Regions from separate parts of the Mus musculus genome. Here region 1 is linked to region 2. The links are chromatin contacts, called in public promoter capture Hi-C maps. All regions are on one chromosome and are shown on one strand. Each heading gives the region's core, a stretch centred on a gene start, on an enhancer-like site or on the middle of the called end of the contact. The rest is flanking DNA. Distances are from core to core; before and after follow the strand shown.

Evidence for each region. Promoter capture Hi-C pulls out the DNA fragments that hold promoters and counts their contacts.
Region 1: a contact with region 2 is called in a promoter capture Hi-C map of stem cell-derived epiblast-like cells, with 4 times the contacts expected there. The contact joins the promoter of Mrgprf here to the promoter of Cdkn1c in region 2.

The regions. Positions count from the first base shown.
Region 1 is chr7:145,295,111-145,302,666 of GRCm38.p6, reverse strand. Mrgprf (MAS-related GPR, member F) reads right to left here and starts at 1,758. Exons shown (of 3, transcript NM_145379.2): 1 at 1,675-1,758.
Region 2 is chr7:143,455,964-143,463,535 of GRCm38.p6, reverse strand. It overlaps Cdkn1c (cyclin-dependent kinase inhibitor 1C (P57)), which reads left to right and starts at 2,486. Exons shown (of 4, transcript NM_001161624.1): 1 at 2,486-2,683; 2 at 2,820-3,741; 3 at 4,286-4,424; 4 at 4,515-5,197. The coding sequence starts at 2,829. The coding sequence ends at 4,419. It overlaps Gm33663 (a long non-coding RNA gene), which reads left to right. Exons shown (of 3, transcript XR_378640.3): 3 at 1-201.

The DNA of each region.
Region 1 (7,556 bases), core at 509-3,008, 1.8 Mb before region 2:
TCTATTGGATGGTGTTCCTAGGCCCACAGACACGCTCCTAACCAGTGTACAGAGCCCATTTCCGCCCTGGCTATCTACCCCCTCCACCCGCTACCTGTTTGCTCCTTCTGGTGTACACCGACTAAGAGTGGCTCATTGTGGGACCTGCTTGGGTGTCCCGAATACGTAGGCATGAGTGATGTTTGTGCAGAGAGGTTGCAAACTGCTGGTGCTGCAAAGTATGCCCCCTCCCACCAGGCGTCATTTGTAGCTATAGAAGGAAGCAAGCCCAGGTTTTCTAGGTACCTACACCCCCAGCATCCTCTACTGATGCCACTCTTTCTGATACTTGCTACTCCCAGCTTTCCCCCTCAGTGATGTCCTGACTCAGGGGACCTTTCATGCCACCAGGCTGAACCTCCAACTAGACACATGCCCCGTGGGACAGATGAATATGCTCCCAGGTCAACTCTATGACTGGTTTGGTCTCTATCCACGGTCCCTGTCCTACTCCAGATTATTTGCAAAGTTATTCACTCACACAGAGAGATCCAGAAGCCAAGTGGACCCCAGATGGGCCATATTAAAGATGTGTGTGTGTGTGTGTGTGTGTGTGTGTGTGTGTGTGTGTGTGTGTGTGTGTGTGAGAGAGAGAGAGACGTGTATGAGGATGTGTGTATGGGGATGTGTGTGCTCTGGGCAGGATCTGAGCCATGACAGAACCCACTTCACTAAAGCCCATGGAAAAGGCTCCCATGTCTGCACCCCTGGCTCCTCCCCTCCAAACCGATAGTGGGCCACCTGTTTACCTTCTTAGATTGACAGTTGGACAGACCAGCCCTAAGGGAGCTGTCTTGGTCATTTCACTTCTACTACACCATACCCCAGTCTCTCTCCTCATGCCTTAGCTATGACCCGGCCTGGGCATTGGCCAGTCTGCTGCTGTCCGGGATACACAGAAAGCCTGTGTTTCTGCCTAAGACTCAAGCCTTTGCTCACAACTTGACAGAAGACTTTCTCTGAGGGGGAACAGAACTCTCTGGCAAACAGCTTCATGTGAAGCCAACACCAGCACCAGACCTGGCTGGAGGGGAAGAAGCTGAGACTATCAGTTGTCTGACCTTGTGTTGCTAGTCCCCAAATGCCCCCAACAGAGTTGCCCACTGCTGTCCTCATGGCCAGCGGCATCCCTGAGCAATGAGAACCAGAACTCTGCACTTGGACCATCGCCCACTGGGTGTTCCCTTCAAACTCTTCCAGAAACCCGGCTTGGATGTAAGGTTGAAGGAAGGATAGGGAGCCCCCACCCTCAGGAGGACAAGATGGGGGCTGGAATTGGAGGATGTCTTGGGGCTAGAGGTAGAGGTAGGGTGTCATCTGAGTAGGGGATCAGGAGATGCAACACAAGAGGGGGACTCTTAAAGCCTCCTATATCCCTGGGATACTCAGACCTGTGGGAAGAGTGGAACAGGTCTTCTAGATGGGAACAGCTTCACTCTAGGGTTTCATGGCTCTGTGCTCAGAGAGGTGGGACTTCTGCAAGCTGCCTGTCATGGCAGTGGCCATTTCCCTGCCTTGAGGCTGCCAATCTCAATTGCTTGCCCTGTCCAGCCTTCACCCTACAGCCCCTGATCCTGATCCTGAAGCCCCTGTCCCTGGTCTCCCTCCCCTAGTCCCTGGGTCCCAGAGTGCTACCTGTGGCTGTCCTGATCCTCCGAGTTCCCTTCGTAGAGATCTTCTCCTGGGACTCCGAGTTTGCTGACCCACGGGCAGCAGGCTAGCCAAGTACTGCCTGGAGCCTCGGAAAATTCAGGCTCAGGGTGGAGGGAGGACGAGCCCTCACCCGCCTTGCCTGTTGGAGATGGCTTTGGAAACAGAACCCGCCCCAAACCCAATTCCAGGCCAGGCAGAAGGGGGAGGGGAGAGTTAGAGGAGGAGAAAAAAGAGGAGGAGGAGGAGGAGGAGGAGGAGGAGGAGGAGGAGGAGGAGGAGGAGGAGGAGGAGCTGAACAGTGATGAGGCTTGGGGAAGGAATGCCCAGTTCAGGAGCCTTTTCCCCCATCCCCACTGGGAACTCATCTCTCTGCCTGATGACGTCACGTTGGCCTGAGCACTGGGGCGGGAGTCCAGATGTTAGTATCTAGTATCCTGCAGCTCCAGAGGGCTGCCCCAGTAGAGGGAGCTCCGGGTTGTCACTTGCTTGATGCCTTCAGCCTGTTTCCAGTGGGCATTTCAGGGCAGGTGGTGATCGTGGGGAGGTTATAGGGAATGTTCTCTCCATTATTTGAACTGACTGAGGGACTGGCACAGAGAAGCCAAGAAGCAGCAGGTGAGGGAACTCTATGGAGAGTGGGGGAGAAGTGTCAGAGAGAAGGCCACATGACCCAGATGGCACCAACCCACCCCCCTTGCCACCCCAGAACCTTCCTGGGGGACCCCTGGGGCCTGTGGAACCAGGAATTCCCTTCTCTCTAGCTCTAATAACAATCAGATGTCACAAATGGAAAATCACAGCCCTTGCTCACTTGGGCTGAGCAGGGAAGTTGGCGAGCAACCATGCCTGGTGCGTGTGCTCCTCAGTGAAGATGAGTCACCCTCCCCCACGAGAAGGGGTCTTGGAAAAAGTTAGTGGCCAGGGCATGGAGCCCAAGCCTGGGTGGGTATGGAGGGAGCAGAGGGTTGGCGATGAGGGTGGGGTGCTGAGGCCTTTTTCTGCCCTGGGCCAACTTTCTCATGACCCAAGAAGCCTGAGGGAATGCCACACTTTCCTATGGGAGTGAACAGTGCCCAGATTGGGGGAGGTGTGCCTTGTGGGCATCTTACAGGGAGCCCAGAAATAGATCTCTTCTTGCACCTGCGCTGGAGCCTCCTCCTTCTGCCCATGAAGAAACCTCTCTGTCCCTTGCACCAAACTAACCTGAGATCAGGGAGCCTTGGATGGTTGCCTGTTTGAGGCCAGCTGGCTTCCTGGGACTTGGAGGCGGGGCGGGGTGTGGGGATAGGGATTTTTCTGAGATTCTAGAGGCTGAGAGAGGTTAGGCAGGCAGCAGGGAAGGATGGTGACCCTGCCTCCTCCACCAGAGCAGGCAGCTGTGTCCCAGCTGGGCCACTTGTTTACACTGGGAGGCGGGGGGGGGGGGGGGAGGCCTAAGCCCAGCACTGGCCAAGTATAATTGCGCTTGGACACTTAAAAGGAATTGTGTGAAGTGGGCAGAGGCTACTGAGTCCTCAGCCTTATTTGGTTTGGAAATATGTTTCTTTGACAAAACAAGAGAGAGGTGCTTATTAAAGGGAGCTTGTCTTCGGGTCCCTGAGTTTGCAGGGTCCCTGAAGCTGCTGACCTGTCCACTGGGGGTGCTATGGCCATGGCCCATGTTCATGAGCACTGGAGATTCTTTCTCTGAGCTCTGCAGACTGGACAGCCTGGCAGAAGCACCATCACCATTCTCTGAATCACAGACACACCTGCTGGCCAAGTCCTCACAGCAAGGGACCAAGGATCTCTGAGTCCTTTTCATTCATCCCCTTCAGGAAGGTTCAGTGTCTATAACCTAGTCACTATCCCCTTGGGGTGACCATTTTAGCATGAGTTCTGAGGAAGACACAGACGAGTAGTTTACAGCAATCACCTGTGTCATCCTGCAGAAATGGGTCTGAGGCTGTGTGGGGAGGAGGCCCAGAGGTTAGGTTCCCACAGGGACAGTAGAGAGGACCTTGCCCCATGTGTGTGGGGGTGTCCTATGGCTGCCTCCAGGCATTAAAGACCCTGGAAAATCACATCTTACTTTGGGAGGTTTCTTTTGGGGGTGGCAACAGGGGCTTGGGTGCCTGGGAGAACTACCCTTACTGGACCTCTAAAATTCATGTCTGGTCTTGAGTGGCATCAAGCCAATCACCGTTGCCAAGTGATTGGCATCATTCATTCACTCAATCAGGACTCTGAGGATAGACTTGAGGTGAACAGATGGGGCCTGGGGGACATGGCTTTTGTTCTTTCTAAAAAATATATTGTATTTTTATTAATATAATTAATATATTATATTGCTGCAGGACACCTGTGGATGTCAGAAGACAACTGAGAAAGTCAGCCCTTTCCTTCTACCATATGGATCCAAGTGGCTGAACTCAGGTCATCAGACTTGGTGGCAAGCACCTTTACCCACTGAGCCATCCTTGTTCTTTTTTTTTTCCATTTTTTATTAGGTATTTAGCTCATTTACATTTCCAATGCTATACCAAAAGTCCCCCATACCCACCCACCCCCAATCCCCTACCCACCCACTCCCCCTTTTTGGCCCTGGCGTTCCCCTGTACTGGGGCATATAAAGTTTGCGTGTCCAATGGGCCTCTCTTTCCAGTGATGGCCGACTAGGCCATCTTTTGATATATATGCAGCTAGAGTCAAGAGCTCCGGGGTACTGGTTAGTTCATAATGTTGTTCCGCCTATAGGGTTGCAGATCCCTTTAGCTCCTTGGCTACTTTCTCTAGCTCCTCCATTGGGAGCCCTGTAATCCATTTATTAGCTGACTGTGAGCATCCACTTCTGTGTTTCCTTGTTCTTTTTTAAAAAATATTTATTTATTTATTTATTTATTTATTTATTTATTTATTTATTTATTTATTATATGTAAGTACACTGTAGCTGTCTTCAGACACTCCAGAAGAGAGTATCAGATTTTATTTCAGATGGTTATGAGCCACCATGTGGTTGCTGGGATTTGAACTCAGGATCTTTGGAAGAGCAGTCGGTGCTCTTAACCACTGAGCCATCTCACCAGCCCCCGCCATCCTTGTTCTTAATGTTCTGTCCACATGGTTTGGAAAGCTGTCTCCTGTCACAGGTGTCTCCTGACCCTTTCCAGTGAAGAGGGAAATTTTTTAATTAGTTAATTTTTAGATAGAGTTTTATGTAGTCCAGGCTGTCCTCAACTGTGTGTGTAGTCAAGACTAGCCTTGAATTCTTAATATTTTTATCTATACCACTAGGTGCTTGGATTATAGGTGTGCAACACCACACCTAGTGGGAAATTTATTTTTAATTGTCCTGCTCAAAGTGTTCATGCAGATGGATTTAGCTGTCTATGTTTTTCCCTCTCAGGATGGGCCCCTCCTTTGCTGAGGGGTCCTGGGGCAGGAGTCCAGTTCAGGCACAGGCATGTCGCAGTGTGCTTCTGTGGTTATGACTGGCCCTGCTTTCTGGCTGTTAGGATGGGTGTGATCGGCTATCCCAAGCACTTCTGCAGCTAGCAGCCCAGCAGAGCACTCCACACTGCCTTCACACTCTGAGTGCTTATGGAGTACCTCCTGGGTACCAGGACTGGATGGATGAACAAGATAGCTAAGGCCTCTGTCCTTGGAGTGTGTTGAATGGGCAAGGGGGCCAGCCATAGTCAGGCAGATAGATACCCAGGAACGTGAACCTGCTATAAAGAAGCAGGGTTCTTCTTTCCCAGGTCACTCTGGCTTTCCTGGGTTTGAGAGGGTGTGGCATGTCCTTCTGCAGCAAGGCTGGCTGCGGAGAGTGAAGAGAAGTGCAGCTCAGGAAATCCAGAAGCTTCTCTTACCTCCTGTTTTCCATGTGGGAGACCATTTTTTTACTTGTTCATTTGTCTGTCTGTGTGTTTGTCTGTCTGTCCATTCACCCACCCACCTGTCCATTCATTTATACATCCATCTTCCCATCCATCCACCCACTAACATTTCATTTATCTGTTCTTCTACTCGTCCATCTACCCACCCTTGTATCATGGACTTACCCATCCATCTACCCATACATTTGTCTCTCATCCTTCTGTCTATTTGTACACTACTGCATTTCTTAATTTTCTGTTGTTGTGATAGGACACCACAACCAAGGCAACTTACAGCAGAGGAGTTTATTTGGCCTTACAGTTCCCAAAGCTAATGTTAGGTCCATCATGGTGGAAAGGGAAGGCATGGTAGCAAGCAGAAGGCATGGTGGTAGGAGCAGGAAGCTTTAATACAATTTAATACCTTTAAATACAAGCACAAAGCAGAAAATGCAACTGGACATTAAAGGAAGCCTTAAACCATGCATCTCCTAACCCTTCCCAAACAGTGCTACCAACTGAGGTCCAAGTGTTCAAATAACTGAGCCTACAGGGGCATTTCTTATTCAACCCACCAAACCTATCATCTGTCCACACACACATCTCTTTTCCGTCCACCCACCCACTCATCCACTTATCCTCTGTCTATCTACCTATCTATCACCCACCTGTCTACTGACCCATGCATGCATCCATCCATCCACACAGGAACACACTCATCTCTCACCCGTCCATCTCTTCACAGCCCATCCATGGATGAATCCACTCATTCATGCAGTAATCCATTTACTTGTACACAAATTCATCCATCCATCTTCCCATCCACCTAAGAATTCATTATCATTTCCATTTGGCTCAGAAAACCCCAACAGTGTTGGCTCTGGGGACAGAACTGTGGAGAACCCAGAAATGGAGGAATGTAAGTGGAAGGTTGAACATAAAGCAAATGTATATAATTCTAACCTGGGTCTCTGCTTAATGACTCAAACTAATGCCTGGATTGTGTGTCAGCTACGGGGCAGCTAGAAATTTTAATTCATTTTATACCTTGTGTGAGAATTGGAGTCCAGACAGGTCTACTGGTGGAAACACTCATTTCTACTACAAACTGGGGACTATGTGTGTGTGCAAATACCCAAGGGCATAAGGGGACATTTCTCATTCAAGCCACTACAACAGCTGAGCACCAACATTTATATCCCCTTCCTGATCCACCCAGATATGAGGCAACAGCCTCAGGCTCCATACTTTGGCAGCAAGCATTCCACTCACAGAGCCCTCTCTCTAGCACTGTGTTTATCCTCCTAGGACAATTGTTTGAATGACAGACTGGCCCCCTCTCATGCTGTAAGATAAACCAGTCCTCCCCTAAGCTTTGTCTCAGTAGTGTAAATATATGGTGTAAATATATTCATGTCAGATGAAAGGATGGAACCACAGCAGCGTTGGTCCTATATCCCAAGAACATACATGTCTGTCTCCTTCCCAGATTCCCTGGCTCCCTACAGCCTTCCCATGTCAGAGGAGAGCTGGATCTTTCTGTCTGCAGAGCCATGACACCACTGGCCTGACACCTGCCTCATTATTTTTTTATTATTATTGTGACCCTAGATTGGGATGGAACTCAGGGTCTTGGACATGCCAGACAAGCACCTAACCACTGAGCTATATCCCCATCCAAAGGGCGCTAGGGCCTTGTGGCAGCTTTGTGTTTCATTGTCACATTGGGTCCCACATGAGACCCAACAGAAAAGCAAAAGCTGGTCTCAGATTATCATGCCCATTGTGTAACATGTTTGCTGCCAAGGCTGGCTGCCCGAGTTCAATCCCTGGGACGACATGGTGGAAGGAGAGAATGACTCCCGAAAGCTGTCCTCTGACTTTGCCAAGCACGGGGACATGCATATACCCTGCCCCTAAGCACAGAATTAATGAGTGTAAAAAGCATTCATAGTCAGCTATCAAAGACCAACTCAGGATCCCCGGATACCCAGACCCTCCAAGGCC
Region 2 (7,572 bases), core at 1,237-3,736:
TACCACTGAGTCACCTCCAGCTTTCAAATTTTATCTCGTAGTCCAATCACTGGCAGCGTGGCTGTGCCCGAGTCTTGCCACAGCCCTCATTCTGTTCCTCATTCGGCCAGTCAGGTGGGCACATAGAAAAAGAGCTCCTATGGCTGTAATGTAATTGGGTGCACACAGAAATATCGCCAACAATTGGTGGCAGAAATGGTCTTTGGATGTGTGGTCTTTCTGGGAGCTCTGGGAGAGGCAAGAGGTGAAGTACCCATTCTGCCCAAGGGTATGGGGGAAGATTTCGGGAGAGACTCATTTGCTAACCAGGTCCAAGGTCGAGGTCCCACGGCTTATACCCCTTCACACCACACAAGAAAGAAGTCAGGAAACTTGCGTCTGATGAGCCAGGGCACCAGACCAGCGCTCCATCCCCCAACTCTCCGCAGCAACACAGTTAAAAAAAATGTTCTTGTTTCCTTTGGATGTATTTTTAATGTCAAAAATAGAAGACGATTCTTGTAGCCAGACAAATGTTTACTTACCTACAGGTCCCTTGGGTTGGAGGGCTAGATGGGGAACTTAACCCTGCTTCTGGAAGCAGTGTGCTTACCAGGTCTGTTGATGCTAGCTAGCATTGATGGAACTTCACCGTTACAGACTTGTGGAGGGCTCACTTTAACCTGTGTGGAGACGGACAAACAAGCAGATGAAACGGGAATATGAAAGGAGAAAGCAAGTGATGCAAGCATCCTGGGGTAGGGATGCCCAGTGAGGCAGCCTGCAGCACAGATGATCTATCTGGCTGTCTAGACTGCTTCTCCCAACAAATAGGGCCCAGTAGCTCCACACCCCAGGGAGCACGTTCAGTCAGTCCTCTCAGCAGCTTTGGCCTAGGTTGTGGGCAGGGTGGACCTTCTCTAGCCTCGACAGCTGCAGCCTGGATATTTGGACTGTTGGGGAGACCCTGGAGGCCAGGTGGTCACAAATAAGTGTGGAGTGTGGTCCTGTGACCAGGGTCTCTGAAGAGGCCCATGTGGCTTTGACACAGGGACAGAACAAAGCCCTGCCTCCTTCCTGCCCTGGGCTAGTGGATTTTAGCTTTTAGTGAATGAGGGGTTCATGAGGCCCCTTGAAAGCCCTCATTAGTTTTATTTTACTCAAGAAAATTACTGTGACATACCAATGCCCTGAGAGATTTGTAATATGGTGTACCGAGAAAAAGAAATCCTTACAGGTCACAGGCTCTGGTCTCTCCACCAGAGCAGCTTCCAAACCCCGTCTCTCACCTGTTCCAGGACAGTCTGGCCCCTGGCTTCAGGGTTTGACTTGACTCCCGGGTTGGCCCAACTTACCTAACCCTGTAAATAGGGTTCTGTCTCAAAAGTCTCACAGGCATCTCTGCTGGGAGCTGAGAGCTTGGGGCTCTGCAGGGCCTTTCAAGTATGTCCGGAAGTCCTGGTTCCCCAGGGCGGGGGGAGGGGGCCAGCTCCTGGCACATGCCTGAGTCACCTTCTCGACTCCCTGCCCTAAATAATGAACTCCTTTTGGCGGCGGTAGCGGAGGCAGCAGGGGCGGGGGGCGGGGGGGGGGCTCTGTCAGGCCATGTCGGGTGTGTTTGTGTGAGTATTCAGGGCCCCACCAAGAGGCACTGCTGTGGAGGAGGGGTCATTCTCTCTTTTCTAGCATAACTACTTCCAGCCAACTAAGGTAGGCAGAACTGGGGGTCGAATATGGCCTGACCCAAACCTAAGGTCCTAGGCATCTATCAGTGATGTAGGTACAGGCTAGGATGGGCCCAACTTGTGTCTCATCTCCCGGGTAGGTGGGCCTATTATAGACCAGGCTACAGATCTTTTAGATCTCTACAGTATTGTTCCTCAGGAAAAGAATGGATGTGACCCCTGTCTCTAACTCCGTGATAGAGGGTCTTAGGGCCAGCAGGTGTGCAGATGCCTCGAAGGCAGATACTTAGGCCTGGGTGTAGAGGGTGGATCCAGCCACGGTACTGCCAGGACCAGGACCCAGCTGGTAGTAGTAGGTTAAAGCCCTAATCAGTTGGTGCAGTCCTAGGGCTAGCGCGGGCTGCGGGGACCGAGGGACCTTCACCGACGTCGGCATCGCCGAGGGGCTGTGCCCAGCTCCATGGTCCGAGGGGGCGCGCGCGTCGCGGCTGCGCGAGCCCCCGCCTGCAGACAAAGGAGCCCGCGGGGGGCGGGGGGGGGGATGGGGCGAGGGGGAGGGGCGTCGCGGTGTCACGTTACCGCCCGCAGAGCTCTTTAACTCGAGCCCCGCCCCTTGTCCCGCGCAGCCCGCTCGCCGTGCGGCCGCCAATCAGCGCCCGCCCGTCACCCGCCCCGCCCGGCCCCGGGGGTGTGTGCGCGCAGCCAATGAGCGTGGCGCGGGGGCAGGGCCTCTGTGGGCGGGGCGGGCTGCACCCTCCAATCGCCGCGGTGTTGTTGAAACTGAAAATACTACATTATGCTAATCGTGAGGAGGCCCGCGCGCGCGGGGGTGGGGCCAGCGCGTATAAAGGGGCGCAGCGGGCTGGGCGTTCCACAGGCCGAGTGCGCTGTGCTCGAGGGGTGCCGGCTAGGCCCGACTGAGAGCAAGCGAACAGGCAGGCAAGCTCCGAGGGGGCGCGGCCCAAGCTGGACAGGACAAGCGATCCAGACGCAGGAGCCGTCCATCACCAATCAGCCAGGTAGCCGCTGCGTCCTTAGGCAGAGGCGGACGCGGGCTGTGCAAGGGGTCTCACCCACGCCCAGCCTCCGCCCTCCTCCTCTCCCCTCTTCCTTCTCCTCCCGTTCCCTTCTTTCTCGCTGCCCGCGTTTGCACAGCCTTCGACCATGGGCATGTCCGACGTGTACCTCCGCAGCAGAACAGCGATGGAACGCTTGGCCTCCAGCGATACCTTCCCAGTGATAGCGCGTAGCAGCGCCTGCCGCAGCCTCTTCGGGCCTGTAGACCACGAGGAGCTGGGCCGCGAGCTGCGGATGCGCCTGGCCGAGCTGAACGCCGAGGACCAGAACCGCTGGGACTTCAACTTCCAGCAGGATGTGCCTCTTCGAGGCCCTGGTCGTCTGCAGTGGATGGAGGTGGACAGCGAGTCTGTGCCCGCCTTCTACCGCGAGACGGTGCAGGTGGGGCGCTGTCGCCTGCAGCTGGGGCCCCGGCCACCCCCGGTGGCCGTGGCTGTCATCCCGCGTTCTGGGCCGCCGGCTGGCGAGGCCCCCGACGGCCTAGAGGAGGCGCCTGAGCAGCCGCCCAGCGCCCCAGCCTCGGCCGTGGTCGCGGAGCCCACCCCACCCGCGACCCCGGCCCCGGCTTCAGATCTGACCTCAGACCCAATTCCGGAGGTGACCCTGGTCGCGACCTCCGACCCGACTCCGGACCCGATCCCGGACGCGAACCCGGACGTGGCGACTCGGGACGGCGAGGAACAGGTCCCTGAGCAGGTCTCTGAGCAGGGCGAGGAGTCGGGTGCTGAGCCGGGTGATGAGCTGGGAACTGAGCCGGTCTCTGAGCAGGGCGAGGAGCAGGGCGCAGAGCCGGTCGAGGAGAAGGACGAGGAGCCGGAGGAGGAGCAGGGCGCGGAGCCGGTCGAGGAGCAGGGTGCGGAGCCGGTCGAGGAGCAGAATGGGGAGCCGGTCGAGGAGCAGGACGAGAATCAAGAGCAGCGCGGCCAGGAGCTGAAGGACCAGCCTCTCTCGGGGATTCCAGGACGTCCTGCACCCGGGACTGCTGCGGCCAATGCGAACGGTGCGATCAAGAAGCTGTCGGGGCCTCTCATCTCCGGTGAGCCCCGCACGGCCCCGCCCCGGCCCGGCCTCGCTTTGTCCGGCCGGCCGGGCTCTCCCTCGCCCTCGGGGGCCTCGCCCGGTCCCCGCCTCCTCCCGTGGCATTAAAGGGCCCGCGGCGCTTAGGGCGCGGTTGCGCCCGCACCCCTTTCCTACTGGTAGGGGTGCAGCTAAGGCTCCCGAGCGTGCAGTGGGAGGGCGAGCCTGGCCGCGACCCACTCGGATCGCGGTCTTTGGCTCGGGCCGCGGGAGCCCCTTAGGGAGCCGTGTGTGCGGCATGGAGGGGGTTAAGTGCGGCGGCAGCCCCGGGGGGCTTGGCCGCGGGACAAGGGGAAATGCTTACACAGCACATTGCGCGGCGACGTAAACAAAGCTGACCCGCCGCGGACCTCGGCGCGGGCGGGGATGGCGCCCCCACCCCGGCCCCGCGCCCTGCGCACTCCGCGGGTCTCCTCGCGGGTCTCTGGGCCGGCCCCGCCCTGACCGACGCGCGTTGTCGCCCGCAGACTTCTTCGCCAAGCGCAAGAGAACTGCGCAGGAGAACAAGGCGTCGAACGACGTCCCTCCAGGGTGTCCCTCTCCAAACGTGGCTCCTGGGGTGGGCGCGGTGGAGCAGACCCCGCGCAAACGTCTGAGATGAGTTAGGTGAGTCTGGCGTCCCCCACGGGGGTCGCGGAGGGGCCGCCCCCGGGGGGTTCCCGCTATGCCTGCTCACCTGAGTCCCTCTTCCCACAGTTTAGAGGCTAACGGCCAGAGAGAACTTGCTGGGCATCTGGGCAGCGGACGATGGAAGAACTCTGGGCTTCGGCTGGGACCTTTCGTTCATGTAGCAGGAACCGGAGATGGTTGCGTAGAGCAGCCCACGGTTTTGTGGAAATCTGAAAACTGTGCAATGTATTGAGAACACTCTGTACCATGTGCAAGGAGTACGCTGGTCCCAAGGTGTAAAGCTTTAAATCATTTATGTAAAATGTTTAATCTCTACTCGCTCTCAGTGCAAAACAAAAAGAGAAACTAGAAAATGTAGAACGAAGGAAAAAGATGAGAAAAAGGAAAAAGCATGTATATTTGTACAAAAAGTTAAAAAATTATGCTAATTTAATATTTGTATTTATCCATGCGTGGATCCCTCTGCCACGCAACTGCTGGGTTATTGATTATTACCAAAGGCACTAGAAATCACCAGCTTCAGATTACCCACAAATGTAAATCTACTTTTATATTAGACTCTAGGGGAATGGTTGTTGAGTAAAAGCCCCCACACATTCATCTTCAGTTAGCTTACAGTGTCCCCCACTTCATTAGATTGCTCTTAAACTTGGTGACCAGACAGTCGAAATGGTTCCTGTACTGCCCATACCAACTGCCCAGGGCTCCTCGTCCGCCAGGTTCTAAATAAAGAGGCCCAACAAAAATCATACTTGTAGTCTTCTTGTTCTTTTACACTTTTGTAGCTCAGCGCCAAGGCAAATGAATATGGTGGGTGTCAAAGAAGGAGTCAGCCAAATATTGCCACCACTTGACAGAGTTGTTGGCTGCTTACAAGGAAGGGGAACAACTTTCACAGGACCTACTGACCTGCTTCTCAGGAGTTTGAGAAACAAGTGTCTGTCCCTAACAGACGCTCATGTTTTTGTCCAGCCAGACCCTGATGGGCACTTGCAGGGTTTAGAACAATGTAAACTCCCATGTACACACAGAAGTTCTCCATGCGATCACAGTGGGGCACTGAAGGCTCCAGGGCCCCTAGGTCTATACACCAGAGCTTTCCCAAAAGTTGGCATCGTGATAGTTTAGTAGGGATGGGGAGGGGGTGATGAAAGATACTAGGGAAGAACACAGGGTGGGGTGGACTGGGGATGGGTCCTGATCTAGTTTGTGTGCGAGAACTCAAAGCTGTGGCTCCTACATCGCCATGCCCTGTCTCCTGCCAGTCCACTGGATCCAAAGAGACCCCCTTTAGTTCAAAAAGGGAAGGGTTCTTTATACCTGGCCTATAAAGTGATGGCTTTCAAAGGAGAAGGTGATATAAACCAGACTGGCCCATGAAGCCCTTGCAAAGTTCTGTGGGCCAAGAGAGAAGAACCCATGGACATTATCAGGCTGTTCAAGGCTGGACCAAGATGTTACAGATGTGTGGGGGTGTATGATTAACCTAACCTTCCCTGAACACCTTAGAGGCCCAGTGTGGTCAGACTTTGAGAAATGCCCCCATCCCATTGAGAGGGTATACTTCAAGGAAGGCAGGCCCTGCTGCCTGCAGCAGCCCTCAGCTTGCCCAGGAATTAGAACCCAGCAAAGAAAGCTACTTACTGTATGTGCCCATGGAGGTGTGTGCTAGGGCAGCCCTTTCTTTGATGTCTTGAGGGTGGGCATGGTACTTGAGGTGCTGGACAGCAGAGGTATGGGTTAGGTCCCAACTATTAGGAGCATGCTGGGCCAGAAACCTGGCAGGTAGTCGTGGAGTCTCAAGGACTACAGTGAGCCATGTGGCACACACACAGCAGAGAGGCCTCTGTGTGAAGGTCGGCCAGGCCTCTGTTCTTTGCCATGATTCTCACAAACACTTGGACCTAGGGCCCACCTGTAACCCCCACATTCTGTGTTGCTTTGGGGGTTCCTCAGAAGCATCCAGGGCTGTGTGAGAACACAGAGGCCATTTCATGGGTGTGGCAGGGTCTGCAGCAGATATTCAAGATACCTGATCGAGGAAACAACATCACACATGTGAGTCTGAGCCCGTGTGGTCCTAGTCAGGCCTGCTTGACCTTGGGAACAAGTTTCTCTGTTTGAGCTGGGAAATATTTGGTGTCCTATGGCTACTGCCTTAGACATGCAGGATGTTGGGTGGTACTGCCCTGTCCTGTGCCCAAGGCAGGGGGGGGGGTAGTTGGTAGGCCTGTGGAACTAACCATCCGAGTGGTAATGACACATGATGGTGGGTAGGAGGTCATACTGGGAAAGGTCTAGATGGGGGTGATCCAGGATCCCTCAACAGAACAGCCTGGACCATGAAGGAGGAAAGGGAAGAAGGGTGACTATGCAGGAGCAGAGGAAGAGGAGAAAGGGAGGCCATGAGGGGCCGTCAGGCTCTCAGGGGCTGCCTGGGGCCTTGGTGGGACTTAGACTACCATCATATGGGTTATGCTATTGAGGGTGAGTGTGCACTTTGGGATGTGACTGCTGGGCTACCTTTGTCCCTTGACCTCTAGAGTCTGATTGGCAGGGTTTTGTGTAAGGCAGTGGTGAATGAAGGCAAAGGGCTCCAGTGCAGGCAGAGAGCAGGAAAGTCAGCAGGAAGGTGGGGCACAGCAGGAGGGTGCTGGGCTACAGAGGCTAGGTGGCTAATATGCTAAAGGATGCCAGCGAACACAGAAGACTAAAGCTGCAGTTCAGGCTTGAGTTCCAGGCTCCTCAAGACCCTCTGTGTTGGAAGCAAATATCAACCCAGTGAACCACAGTACACAAAGACCAGTGTTGGACACAGGCAAGGAACACCCAAGTTTTGCTTAAAATGGGGTGCAGTGGGGTTCCTGGCCCCTTGCACATCCTGGCTGAACAAGATCAATGGGACTGGCAGAGGGACCATGCATGACTGAGGCCCTGAGGCTCTGGGGTATTCCTGGAGCTAGAGTAGAGGCAAGGGGTTTGGGATTGCTGTGAGATGTATTTAGCTGGAAGGCCTGAAGTTTCTAGAGTGCATGTGAGGAATGGGGGTGGGAGCAGGTTGTCAGAGTGCAGAGAGGGGACGGGCCAAGCTTCCTGCTTTGAGATGTAAGTTGCAATTCAGGCC